2 separate regions of the Mus musculus genome follow, and region 2 is linked to region 1. The links are chromatin contacts, called in public Hi-C maps. All regions are on one chromosome and are shown on one strand. Each heading gives the region's core, a stretch centred on a gene start, on an enhancer-like site or on the middle of the called end of the contact. The rest is flanking DNA. Distances are from core to core; before and after follow the strand shown.

The links. Hi-C and Micro-C count contacts between places; a contact is called where the count stands out from the background.
Region 2: a Hi-C map of bone marrow-derived macrophages shows a contact between it and region 1, with 26 read pairs. The contact joins two enhancer-like sites. A contact is called at or near these places in 5 of 39 promoter capture datasets (the C10 cell line, cranial neural crest, liver and 2 more), 4 of 484 Hi-C or Micro-C datasets (bone marrow-derived macrophages, embryonic fibroblasts, erythroblasts and 1 more) and 2 of 115 datasets of contacts at active chromatin or transcription factors (bone marrow-derived macrophages and extraembryonic endoderm stem cells).

What each region holds. Positions count from the first base shown.
Region 1 is chr16:91,352,804-91,359,277 of GRCm38.p6, reverse strand. No RefSeq gene overlaps it. Among named protein-coding and RNA genes, the nearest start is that of Ifnar2, 17 kb to the left of the region's middle. Within about 2 kb of position 3,892, at least 105 of the 459 cell types and tissues checked have an H3K27ac peak or open chromatin away from gene starts, as enhancers often do. A contact at or near this core is called in bone marrow-derived macrophages, liver and neutrophils, where this site is marked.
Region 2 is chr16:90,992,914-90,999,387 of GRCm38.p6, reverse strand. It overlaps Synj1 (synaptojanin 1), which reads left to right. Exons shown (of 32, transcript NM_001164483.1): 3 at 5,361-5,447. Among named protein-coding and RNA genes, the nearest start is that of 4930404I05Rik, 15 kb to the left of the region's middle. Within about 2 kb of position 3,672, at least 149 of the 459 cell types and tissues checked have an H3K27ac peak or open chromatin away from gene starts, as enhancers often do. A contact at or near this core is called in bone marrow-derived macrophages, liver and neutrophils, where this site is marked.

The sequences.
Region 1 (6,474 bases), core at 2,643-5,142:
GCTGCCTGTCCTGTCCTGTCCATGTCTTTTAAAAGGTCAGTCACACTGAGAACAGAAGAGTTTCTTTCTACGTGTTGAGTTGTGCCCCGAACCCCGTTCATCTGCCGATGTTGCAATCTGCCACATTCTTAGAATATGACTTATTTGGATATATAATCTTGAAAGAAGTTAACTGAGGTTATTTGTTTGGGCTGTAATTAATCTGACTCTTAAATAAAATTGTTTATTTTGATGGTATGTGCACGTGTGTTTTGCCCGTATACGCGTACCATGACCATGCTTGGGCCCCACGGAGGCTGAAAGAGGGCGTTGGGTCCTCTAGAACCAGAGCTACGAATGTTTATCCCCTGTGTAGATGCTGGGAATTGAACCAAGACTTGTAACCACAGAGCGGTCACTCCGGGTCAGGACACAGAAGAAAAACCCTGTGAAGTTGCGGGAAGACTTGAGCCACTAGCCAATGAGAGGCCTTAGGTTAAGAAACCAGCCCTGTGCATTCATTAATTCTAGAGTTTCAGTCCCAGATTGTGAACAAGAGTATTTTTATTGTGCGAGCCATCCAGCCTGGGGATCTTTGTTAAGGCAGCCCTAGGAAAATCATTCTGTGGACGTCTTCGTAGCTCCTTTTCTATTAGGGAACAGTGCCCTCTGCTGGTTATTTATGGTACTGACTCAAAACGAATGAAATTCATGTGACAACTGTGGAGAATGGGGAGGGGGCTGCATTTAGATGTTCTCTACAGAACTCTCTCTCTCTCTCTCTCTCTCTCTCTCTCTCTCTCTCTCTCTCTCTCTCTCTCTCTCTCTCTCTCTCTCTCTCTCTCTCTCTCTCTCTCTCTCTCTCTCTCTCTCTCTCTCTCTCTCTCTCTCTCTCTCTCTCTCTCTCTCTCTCTCTCTCTCTCTCTCTCTCTCTCTCTCTCTCTCTCTCTCTCTCTCTCTCTCTCTCTCTCTCTCTCTCTCTCTCTCTCTCTCTCTCTCTCTCTCTCTCTCTCTCTCTCACCACTGGGCTCAACAACATATTCATCTTCAATCAGGTGTTAAAATATGATTTCTCCTCTTCCTCTGGGTTCTCAATTGATACAAATTTAACAAATCACAGACAGAAAATATTTGAAAAGAAATTATGTCTGGGCTGGGGAGATGGGCAGTGTGAAACACTCTCTGTAGGAGTGTGAGGACCAGAGTTCAAAGCCCCAGCGTCCCTGGGGAAGCTGTACACATGTGTGTCCCAGTGCAGGCATGCAGGGCAGGCAGATCCCTGGAGCTCACGGGCTGGGCAGTCTAACCAAATGCCTGAGTTCTAGATTCAGCACAAGACCCTGTCTCAGAGGCATGAAGAGGGGTTGAGGGAAGCCACCTGACGCTGACCTCTGACCTCCAAGCTCGTGTACCCACAGCCTCCCTCAAACAAACAAATAACCACTCTCCTAATACCTTCTTGTAAAACTACAGACTTTCACCTTGTCTGTTGCTCCAAGGGATAGTCTGTAAGCGCCGGGTTTTCCAAGCAGAAAATGCTGTCTGGCTGTGGCTTATCATCACCAACTCTCCCTGAGCCCCTGAAGGTCAGGGTCCATCATCAAGGTCAGAGACAAAACTGGGAGCCAAACTCTAGAGCATTTCACATAAAAGGCTAAGCTTTCCTCCGACCTCAGCTTCCTGCTGTTTGTGGGAGCAGCGGCAACCGAGCCGTTTATTTTCCAAAGCCTTATGGTGAAAACGGAAAACATGGCGAGTGCTCGGCTAACCTCTCACACCCTTCTGGCTTTCATTTTTTTATTTATCTTTTTTAAAAAAGTTAATAGTGATGGAAGGGAACCGCTCACAGCTGGATTTCAGATGTTCAAGTCATTCAGCTGTCCCAACAACCTCTACAGAGCCGCTTTCTGTCTTTCAGCCTGTGTCAGACATGGCACAAAGGGCAGAGAATGCCCTTTCCTGGATACACAAGAGAAATCTGACTCAAGCAATGAGGGGTTAGCTTATCCAGCCTTGGCCTCCAGAGCTGTCTGTCCAGGAGTAAGTCTGGCCAGCCTCAACCCCCACTGTCTGTCCAGTAGTTAGTCTGTCCAGCCTCAGCCTCCAGGACTCTGTCTGTCCTTGAGTTAGTCTGTCCAGCCACAGCCTCTAGGACTCTGTCTGTCCAGGCAGCACCTTGGCACGTCCCGGCTGCTGATCTGCAGCTCTCATTAACTCCACAGCTGTCACACTGAACATGAATTTGAGAAGGTCGTCATGCCACGTGAGGGATGTGACAGTGGGGCTAGAGCTCACAGACCTTTCTCAACTACACTTTTCCTTGCGCACCTACTATGTGCTACATCCAAACAGAGTGATGACTCTGACTATGCAAGGTCTTAATGGACTGAAAGGATGCTGGAGGTTTTCAATCCACGGACCACCCCAGTCGGGTACGGGGGGTCCCTGGAATGAGGGTCCTTGAAGCTAGGTGGGTAAGGATTTGGTGGTGACAAACAGAAACAAACACAGAGGCAGTTTGAATCTGTGTATTCTGCAGCTCTCAAGCAGGGGGTTTTATACATTAAAAAAACCAAACATTACATCTCTTAGAAACTATATCCAGTGAGACAATCACAGATACCAACAAAAATCATTTGGCACAGTAAAGCACAAAAATTATCCAAGCATTACAACTTTGAAACTATGTATTCAGTGAATCACAAACAGAACAGGTAACATCATTATAAATCATCAAAATATAACAATTCTAAAAGGATGTATTCAGTGGGGACTGTCGTCCAAGGCTAGTGGCATATTTCCAGGAGCAGGTTAATAAATCTTTAACAGTCAGTGCTCTTAACCACTGAACTAACTCTCCAGCCCCATGGTCAATTATTATTTAACATCTAGTGCCCGATTTTCTTATAAATCAACTATTTTAATTCTTTCTAATTAAGGCTTTCTTTACCATATACCAAAATCCACCTCCGATGACACACGTGTAGCCATATGAAATTTTATTGTTGGGAAAGGTTTTTTGTTTTTGTTTTTGCTTTTTCGAGACAGGGTTTCTCTGTATAGCCCTGGCTGTCCTGGAACTCACTTTGTAGACCAGGCTGGCCTCGAACTCAGAAATCTGCCTGCCTCTGCCTCCTGAGTGCTGGGATTGAAGGTGTGTGCCATCACGCCTGGCTGTTGGGAAAGTTTTTATCTATTGTAATAGCTTTGTAAATGATTTTGAAAGTAAAGTGTTGGTTTCCCTGGGGATAAGGTAATGTTAGTGACCCCATCTCTAGGGATGGTTTCTTACCCACTATTCTCGCTTAAGATCTTAGCCTAGGCTACCAGGAACATGTAAATAAGAGAAGGAATAAGAGAAAATAAAACAGAGATATTGCCATGAGAACTATGGCTCAATATTTTTTTCTCCAGAGAAGAGTTCCACAGCCGGTTTCAGGAAGCCTCCCTTTTTTGAGGTCAATCGCCTCAGTCTGTGTAACTTGTCGCACAGATTCTACTGGAGGCGGTGTGGCAGATCCAGTTAAACACCTCGTCTGCTTTCAAGGAAATGTGTAGCAGGGTGAATCTGTGGTCTCAAATGTGGAAGCCCCTTCTGAGGGCACCCCACTGAGAATGGTGCTTGGCAGATTTTGATCCTGACACCAGAACCACTCAGTGTGTGGCCGCAGCTTCTTAGCCCTTATTTTACGTACGACAGTAACTACATCGATGCTCTGTTGTCCTAGCCCTCTACAGGTTAGACACTGCAAGATGGAGGCGAAGGAAAGAAGGAAGAGAAATGGCCAGTGGTGTAGAGACACATGGGTGGCTTCTCAGCAGGCCATGCAAACTGAATACCACCGTTACTGGGCCTGAGAAGGGACTTCCCGTTGTGGTCAGGGCCGGCTTCGCCGTCTCTGAAGAGGGCTTGCTGCTGCCCTCTCCGTGTTCCCTGTAGATGGTTCTGCTTTCTCCTCTGTTTTACCCGTGGTGGTTGCTGTGGTGTGACCAGGGAGTCTCTCTTCCCTTCTTTCTTCTCATTCCGTCTCCGCTTCTGAGAGACCACAGAGCTGACACACCACTTCTGATGATGTGCACAACAGGCTAACCATGGCGAAAAGTTTCTTCCCGAGATCTGGAATTAGCTGCCATTTAGCCATTGTCCAGCCTTGAGCAACGTTTCTCTGTGAGTATAAAAATGCTTGCAATTCAGACATTGATCACTCCATGCAATATATCGTCACGGTGTTGTCATAATTGCCACCAGCACCATCATTTTGAGACATGTCCCATGTAGCCTGGAATGGCCTGCAGGTATCTATGTAGCCAAACTGGCCTTAAACTTCGGATCCTCCTGACTCACCTACTGAGTGCTGGGATTGCAGCAGTGTGCCACCCGCCACTCTTGGTCTGTGTGGAGCTGGGGATTGAAGGCAAGGTTCACACTTGCCAGGCAAACACTTAATGCACAGAGCCTCATCTCGGGGCTTATGCAACGTTATTATTTTTGTCCTCTGGCACCTGACTTGTGGTTCACATGTAATATCTTAACTTCTCCTTCCTCAAAGAGTCAAGTCATCCTGGAGCCTTGTTCAAGCTGGTCTTTTCCTGTCTCTACAAAGGTCTCCAGCACTTCCCCATTGTGAGCAGTCTCTCTGAGAGAGCTTTGTCCCAGAATAACTTAGCTATTGTCTCTGATGTGTCTACACTCTAAATTTATGAAGTCCCTGTTTTATGTGTGTAGAATGAATATATATGTATATGTATGTATGTGTGCGCGTATATATACACACACATATATACATACATACATATATAAAGACACACACACACACACACACACACACACACACACACACACCCCTCAGGGTTTCTATTGCTGTAATAAAACCATGAAGAACAGCAACCTGGGGAGACAGGGTTTGTTTTAGCTTTCAGTTCCACATTACAGTCCATTCCTAAGCAAAGTCAAGACAGGATCTCACACAAGGCAGGAGCTGGTGTGGAGGCCATGGTGGGTGCTGCTTACTGGCTTGCTCCTTGTAGCTTGTTCAGCCTGCTTTCTTATATGTTATAGGATGACTGGTCTGGCGTGGCACTGCCCCTGAACCACTCACATCTATCATCAACCAAGAAGATGCACCACAGGCTTGCCTCCAGGTCAATCTGGTGGGGACCTTTTCTCAGTTGAGGTTTCCTCCTACAAAATTACTCTCAAGCTGATATAAAATTAGCCCCCCCCCCCTATATGTTTACACTAAAGCATATGTTCAATGGGATAGTTCAGCCAGGCAAACCTTCCCTCCTTAAGTCCCCTGGGTCACACTGTTTCATCGCTGCAATAGAAACTGTATCCATGACACCCACCTGTGCTGGAATTGTGGCTGTCTTGCTCTTACACAGGTCCTGTAACAGGCACCTGCAGCTGCTACGAGTTCATGAGTCTGACAGCCGTGCCAGGGCTAGATGACAGCATTTCACAGTTCTTCTCCTCCACCTCCAGCTCTTGCGGTCTTTCTAGCTTCTCTTTTGAGATGTTCCCCGAACCCTGGTGTGTGTAGGGGGTGTGGGTCTAAGGATCTCATTTAAGGCTAAACACCCAGTTGATTATTCTCAGTACTTGGAGCCATCCTGCATTTCTCCATTGACTGCTGCTGCAAAAAGAAGTTTCTCTGACCAAGGTGGAGAGCATTATCGAGTGTATGGCTATAAACATAAATATTCAGAAGGTGATCTTACAATATGAACATTTAGTAAAATAACAATACTAGGCTCCACTCTATGACCTCTCTAGCCCTGGACCTCTGGCCAGCATTACAGTAACAGACATGGGATTCCATTCTGTGAAACAGGCCTTAAGTGCACTCAGGGAGTAGTTGGCTCCCACATTAGAGGCTTGCTGTTATCGCAGCAGTGAGCACGTCTTGCTTGGCAGGTTGCTACAGCAGCATGCTGGGTCCAGCACCATGCTTTCTTCATATGTGCGTGCATGCATGCGTGCGTGTGCATGTGTATGTGTGTGTTATTTACGTTCCAGAATTATGTAAAATGGAATGGAGGAATCAAAGAACAGAAGCCCCCATTTCTTTCCCAGGTTACCTAAGTGTGTGTGGTCATGAATGTGAAACAGACCTCCTAAGCCCCTCCAACACGGACAAGAGATGCTTGCTGCCTTCTTTCCTCACTGATGAGCGGGAAACGATGTCATTTCCCCCACGGAGCCCATGTGCTTCCTTTCCTAACCAACCAGGTCTATGAGTTTGGGGTATCATTGAAGGGGGAGTTATATGTGTTCTCTGTGCAGAAGGAGTCATCCCTCCATTTCAGCGGCACCTAGTTACAAACCCTTACATCATACAGCATTAGCCAGTGACTCAGGGTGTGGCTGCTGAGCATGGCTGGCAAAGATAAGGCTGTTTTCAGTGCGTAGATCTTACTTCAGAGCAAAGCCCTGGCCGTTTTGGCTGCTCCTGTCCTGTCTGTGGAGGAGGGACATCTATCTACAGGAGGCGT
Region 2 (6,474 bases), core at 2,423-4,922, 360 kb after region 1:
CTCTTAAGGCTGGGGATGCAGGGCTGTACTCTGAGACATTCTCTGTTCATTTATTAAACCTAATTATGTCATCATCAAAGACATCTGAAAATTTAACAATGGTTCTAAAAATACTGAATATATAATTAGCATTCAGATTGTGTCCTGGTGCCTCAAAGATATTTTCATGAGGATATATGTTTATTGCACTTATCTTGTTTAAATTCTGTTCCATGACCTTATTGATAGTTATAGGAATCCGAAGGCCCTCCTCAGATGTTAATGTTAGTGACGTGAAGATACATTTAAAATGCAGATGCAAAAGCAGTGGGCACAGGGGAGCTAGTTCTGCATGAGATGGGTCTGTGTGCTTAGAGACCCCTGTGCTTGAAGCATAAGAAAGTATTTACATCCAAATGAGTGACAGGCTAATTGTGGTGTGGGGAGAAGAGTTGTTCCCTTTAAATAAACCCTTGTGTGATTGAATTACTGTTCATCCCTAGTATATGGTGGGAATCCTACGTTAGAAGCCAAGACATGCTTTTGCTTAAGTGTTTTAAATATGTGAGCTGCAAAGACACAGGCCCGGTTACCTTAGCTGAACTACTGAAAATCTTGATTGGCTCCGTCACTCCTAAAACAGTGAGCTTCTTGGCAAACTATACCCACTTGTGGTTAGCAATCGGTAACTTGTAAAAGAGGTGTGTTTTTCCTAGTGCTTAGTTTGTTTAACAACCACCATCAATAGAAAAGAAAACAGACGACCTTCTTCACAAAAGACAATTTATCTCTCTCAGGAAAGCCCAGTGGACGCTGGGGCAGGAAAGTGAACTGGGCTTCTGTATCACCTTCTCCCCAACCTTGATTTCCACTCACTCTTCCCTCTGTTCCCTCTGCCGCTTCATGGACTCCACGGTTTACACCCTGGTTGGCAGTTATTAACCAGTCCTGTGTTCCCCACGGCCACCTTCCTCCACTGCCCCCACTCACACTCTTAAGAGGACTGTTGAATGGGACCTTCTGCAATGGGATGTTGGGCTTCTTTCCTGGGAAGGGAACACGTTGTAAAACGTGTTGTAAGAAAGAAAGTTAGCAAGGCAGGTCCTTTTGTGCCGTAAGCTCTTGGTTGGTTTAGCCTGAGAAGTGAGTGTCTGGTGTAGCTGGGATGCTCAGTGTCTGTTAGGTCGGGATCACACTCCAGTGTGAAACAAGAAGCCTGGCTTTGGTTGTATCAGTATACATGTGGCTGAAACACAGGATAAAAAGAAATGTTTACTTCTAATTGAGTGATATGGGCAAAACTCCAGGAAGTGGCATTTTGCTAAGAGATTGAAGGATGGGCGATGGTTGAAAATAGAGGATGACTAGCGGCTGTTCCAGATGGAGAGGACACTGTGAACAGAGGAAGAGAAGAGCCAGCATGCAGGACAAGTAGACAGCGGATGACTAATTTTGCCTGAAGCCTGGTGTGCCAAGAGGTACTGAGAAGGAAAGGAAGACAGGAAGGCTTGTGCTTGGTACCACCAAGGGATTTCCCCCCTTTTTATCTAAAGGTCATATACATAATCTTAGTGTGGAATAAGTGGTCTTATTTCAGATCATCTCTTCATAGGTGAAGATTCTTATATTATTTTCTAAAATGGGATTTCGGGGGAGTACAACAGTGATCATGATTAACCCTTGTATAATCTCTTTTGGTATACTTTATAAGGTCTCGTAAAATAAGAAAGCCTTTTCCACCCACTTAAAAGCAGTGTTTGAGCTGGATACCTCAGCTCTCAGCAGGCTGAGGCACAAAGAGGATGGACTCAAGACTAACCTGGGCTGCACAATGAAACTCTTTTAAAAAAATTATAAATGGACAATAGGGCATTGTAAGATTTATCCTATCAATGCCATTTAGACATATTTATCTAAATTCAGGAGGAGGAAATAATTTTAAACATACAGAAAAGTTGAAGTTAGTAAAATAAAATTTAAAAAAGGATATTTTCTTACCGATTTGAGAGTAGGTTGCTGACGTGAGACCTTATTGTCCCCAGATACTGTGCTGTGTGTTCCCTAGACATTCTCCTCGTAAGGGCGCACAGCAGTCCTGCCACTGCCACTGCTCAGGCCCTCTTCACGCTTACCAGTAGCTAGCCATGCTTTCTATGATGGAAAGATCCATTCAGATCTGTATAGTTGATTTAAAAGGCAGGCCTTAATCTCCTCAACTCTAGAGCTCTAGTCTCTGACCCTCAGGACCTAGGAGAACAGTTGTTTTATAGGATGTTGTCCCTCCTTGCTGTGTGGGGCTTCTGCTGTTGCTCACCTTTGACAGAGCTATTTCAGAAGCTGTGCTGTTTTCGTCAGTCAGGTGACAGCTTTAAACTGCCTTGTTAATGTGTCAATATCGGTATGCACTTTGATTACTGGTAAAGGTAATCGTCTACTAGGTGTTGCAGGCTTTTGTTCTCCCTCCTGATTGTTCTGAGGACTTTGAGACTAGATAAACACCCCTTTCCTTGTGGAACTTCTAGTCTATACGCATATTCAGGGAGTAATAACATTCATTATTATTTCCTTTGTTGCTTATACTCTACATTTTTCAGTACCATTGAACATGTAGCAATGGAACCTACCCTAAGTTCAAGAGCAGGAAGTAGGTAGCTCTTCCAGGGTCCCACACTGTACCCCTGGGACCAGGTTCACCTGCCTCTGCATCTCCAATGCTGGGATTAAAGTATTAGTCACTGTGCCCAGAAAAGAGGTTCCCTCTAATGCTGGCTCCTTAGACTTAGACAATTAGTAACTGACTTAAGCCAATTTCCTCAGGTCAAATGGAAGGTGTAGCTTTGTCCTTAGGGTACTGTGAAAATTAAATAGTGCACATAAACACCTGGCCTTGTGTTAGTGCCATAATCATCGCAGAGATGATGAACTAATACTGTAGCTGTAAGACCATTTCTAAATTGCTGGTAATAGAAACTCATGGCAGTAAAAATGTAACCTCGGGCTGGTGAGATGGCTCAGTGGGTAAGAGCACCTGACTGTTCTTCCGAAGGTCCAGAGTTCAAATCCCAGCAACCACATGGTGGCTTACAACCATCCGTAACAAGATCTGACTCCCTCTTCTGGTGTGTCTGAAGACAGCTACAGTGTACTTACATATAATAATAAATAAATCTTAAAAAAAAAGAAAGAAAAAAAAACAATAATAAAAAAAAAATGTAACCTCATCTGCTTTAGTCAGAGAGAGAGAGAACTCAGAAGATAACTCTGAAATACAAATAATTAAGTGGCTTGGTGTATGCTTACATGTTTAAGCTAGATGACGGTGCAATAGAAGGATGGTCACTGGGCCTGAGAGACAGTGTTTATTTGTTGTGCAATTGAGAAGAAAATAGTTATGAGGAGAGAATATTTATTTCATGATAATTTAGGTTACAGAGACTATTCATATGGGGAGAGAATTACTTAATATTAAGTTACATTTTCTTTTTAACTCTTGCTGGCTGTGGTCATTGAACCTAATGGTGATTTTTTGCTAACTGCTAATTTAACCTAATTGCTGCTGACACTAATACATCAGTAATTCCTTCATTCCAATGACAGCAATAATATTTTAAATTCACACAGCATGTAGCCTGAGGGACTCCGTAGAGCAGTCTGACCTGGAAACCGCATTTTCTGCCATGAAAAATTGAGACCCACTCCCAGCCCCACCCATGGTACGCTGAATGAGGAAGTGCAGCACTTAAGAAAGGCAGCTGTAGTTTCCTTTAGAAAACAATTCAGTTTTTGTTGTAAATTTTAAATTTGAATTGACCATAAACACATAGAACAATATAATGCTAGGACGGCTAGATATGTGAAAGAAGACACGATTCCCCTAGCATGCTAAAAGTCTTCCCCACTCTAGTTTCATACTGGTTACAGAAAGGCCCACACTTAATAATGAACATATTAGAGAATGTGATGGTGTTAGTTGAGTCATTTAGCTTTAGCCTGTGCTGCCAGCTAACTGACCATAAGTCCCCGGCTGGCCAAAGTGAGCCGCGGAGGAGAAGCTTGAGTAGACAGGGTGGAGAGAGGCAGATGGGGAAGTGAGATACTATGTGGAACTCTGGGGAAGAGCTTTAAGATAAGAGTCTGGAATCCAAGGAATTGGCAAGGAATCTTGGATAAGATGTAGATTGAGAAGAGCCTGTGTCTGCAGAGAAGATAGACAGGAAATGGGAGGTCAGAGCAATCTGCTTACTTGCTTTCCTAGAGCAGCATACAGGAGCCCTGCCAAGGGTTCTGTGGTTGTGGTGTGGACAGAGGGGAGGGAGAAGGCTAAGTGTGATGAGGACAGGGAATCCTGTGACCTAGCAAGCCTCCTCGAGCTGGGGAGAGGTGGGACAGGGAACGGAGGGCAGTGGCTAAGTTTGAATTTCACACTTCAGAATGTGCTATTTGAAATTCTTTGAAATACCAGATGTGGTTTATGTTCCTTGGTTCTTTGTTGTATCTTAAATGTGGATCTGCTAAGTGCTAGGAAGGTTCTGCCTTTAAACATCCGGGATTTTTGTTGTTGTTGTCTTTTATTTTATTTTATTTTTTTATCAGTAGACTAACCATAGTAGCCTGCTCTAGGGAAATTATTGCCTGGCTTGAGCTCATTAGCAAGTTTGCCTCAGCTTAGAGCAAAGGAAGTGAGAGGAAGGTCAGTAAAGACTGCCCCACTGCCATGCTAAACCGTGTGGTCAAGCAGTGGCTTGCAGCATTTACCAGTTTATTCAGCTTCTGTGTCCAGGATAAACGAGTGAGTAAAACAGGCTATCAACAAGAAGACAGACTCCTTAGATGGGCAGAATTCTGTAACTCCAGCAAGAAAGTTCTTCTACTAGTTGGACAGAATACCTAATATAATACACTGGTGTTTGGAGAGGTCACCTATATCAAACATGGAGATACTGAGCTGGTGCCCACAGAGACTTCATCCCTATGTTCCAGCATCCTTGATACAGAAAGGTATTCTGCACATTATCAAGGGTAATGTAAATACCAAGCCAGCTACAAAACCTTTATTCACAACAGTGTCCAGCCTGTAAGATATGCTAAGGTAATGGTGGCACAGGGCTTGCAGAAGTAACCCACCAACAACTGATTTGACTCGAGGCTCACTTCACGAGGTGAACCCAGATCTGACACAGCTTGAGTGGTCAAGAACCAGAGACTAGATAACCCAGTGACATAGGGGGAAACCAAGTCATGCTGGTCTAAAGACAGAGAGAGAAAAAAGAGAAAATAGATAGATAGATAAATGGGGAAAACGATCCCATTTTGAAGCTTTGTTTCAAGTCTGGCATTACAACTAAATAGATTCTAATGTTTTCAATTATTATTTTTAACAGCATCTGCAGAAAAGGAGGCTATTAAAGGCACATATGCCAAAGTACTGGATGCATACGGACTTTTGGGAGTTTTACGATTAAATCTTGGTAAGTCTGTTATTCCGTGTGGTTAATCTACTTTTTCATTTCTGTTTTTATAGTTCTGAAGATGAGAGAGACTACCTGTATATCATTTCAAACCCAGTATTTGAGCCTTAACTAGTATATACCTTTTAAACATTCATTAGGATAATCTTTTTAAATATTTTTATTAACTGAGAATTTCATGTAATGTATTTGATTATATTCAACCCCCCCCAACTCCTCCCAGATCTATGCCCACATCCTCACCCAACATACTAACTCTTTCTCTCTCCCTCCCTTCCTCTCTCTCAATCTCTCTTTGTCCCTCCCTCCCCCACTCCTCTCTCAAACCTATCTATGCATTGGTCAAGCACTCTTGGCTGTGGGATCCATTCCTGATGTGTGATCGGTACATCAGAGATCACACCATTAAAGGAAGCAGACTGTCTTTGCTGGCAGCTGTCTGGCTCAGTGGTCAAGAGCACTTGGTCCTCTTGCAGAGGACCCAGGTTTGCTTCCCAGGACCGATATAGTAGCTCACAACCATATATAACTTCAGGGTTACATGTAGTGAACATAGATTTATGCAGAGAAAATGCGCCTACACACACAATAAATATGCTTCTTCCTAGATAGAGTTTTAGGATCCAAGGAGCGTGTTCTATTGAAATACATCAGCAGACAATGAAAGCAGTATCTTTCTTCTCAGTGTATTAGGGAATAGGTGTCTGTGTGGTAAACACACTGATTCCCCTAGTGTATTGTGGGAAAGGCATCTGTTTTAGATTCAGAAATGTCTGCTATGTAATGTTCTTTTTTAAACTTAAAATCATTTATTCTTATGTGTGTGAATGTTTGATGCATGTCATGTATGTCTGTAAAAGATGTGCACATAGCCCACTGAATTAAGAAGAGGGTGTCAGATCCCCTAGGACTAGAGTTCAGACAGTTGAAAGCCACCATGTGGGTGCTGGACATTGAACTTGGGTCCCCTGAAAGAGCAGGACTCTTAATCACTGAGCAATCTCTCCAGCCCTACTTAATGTTACCA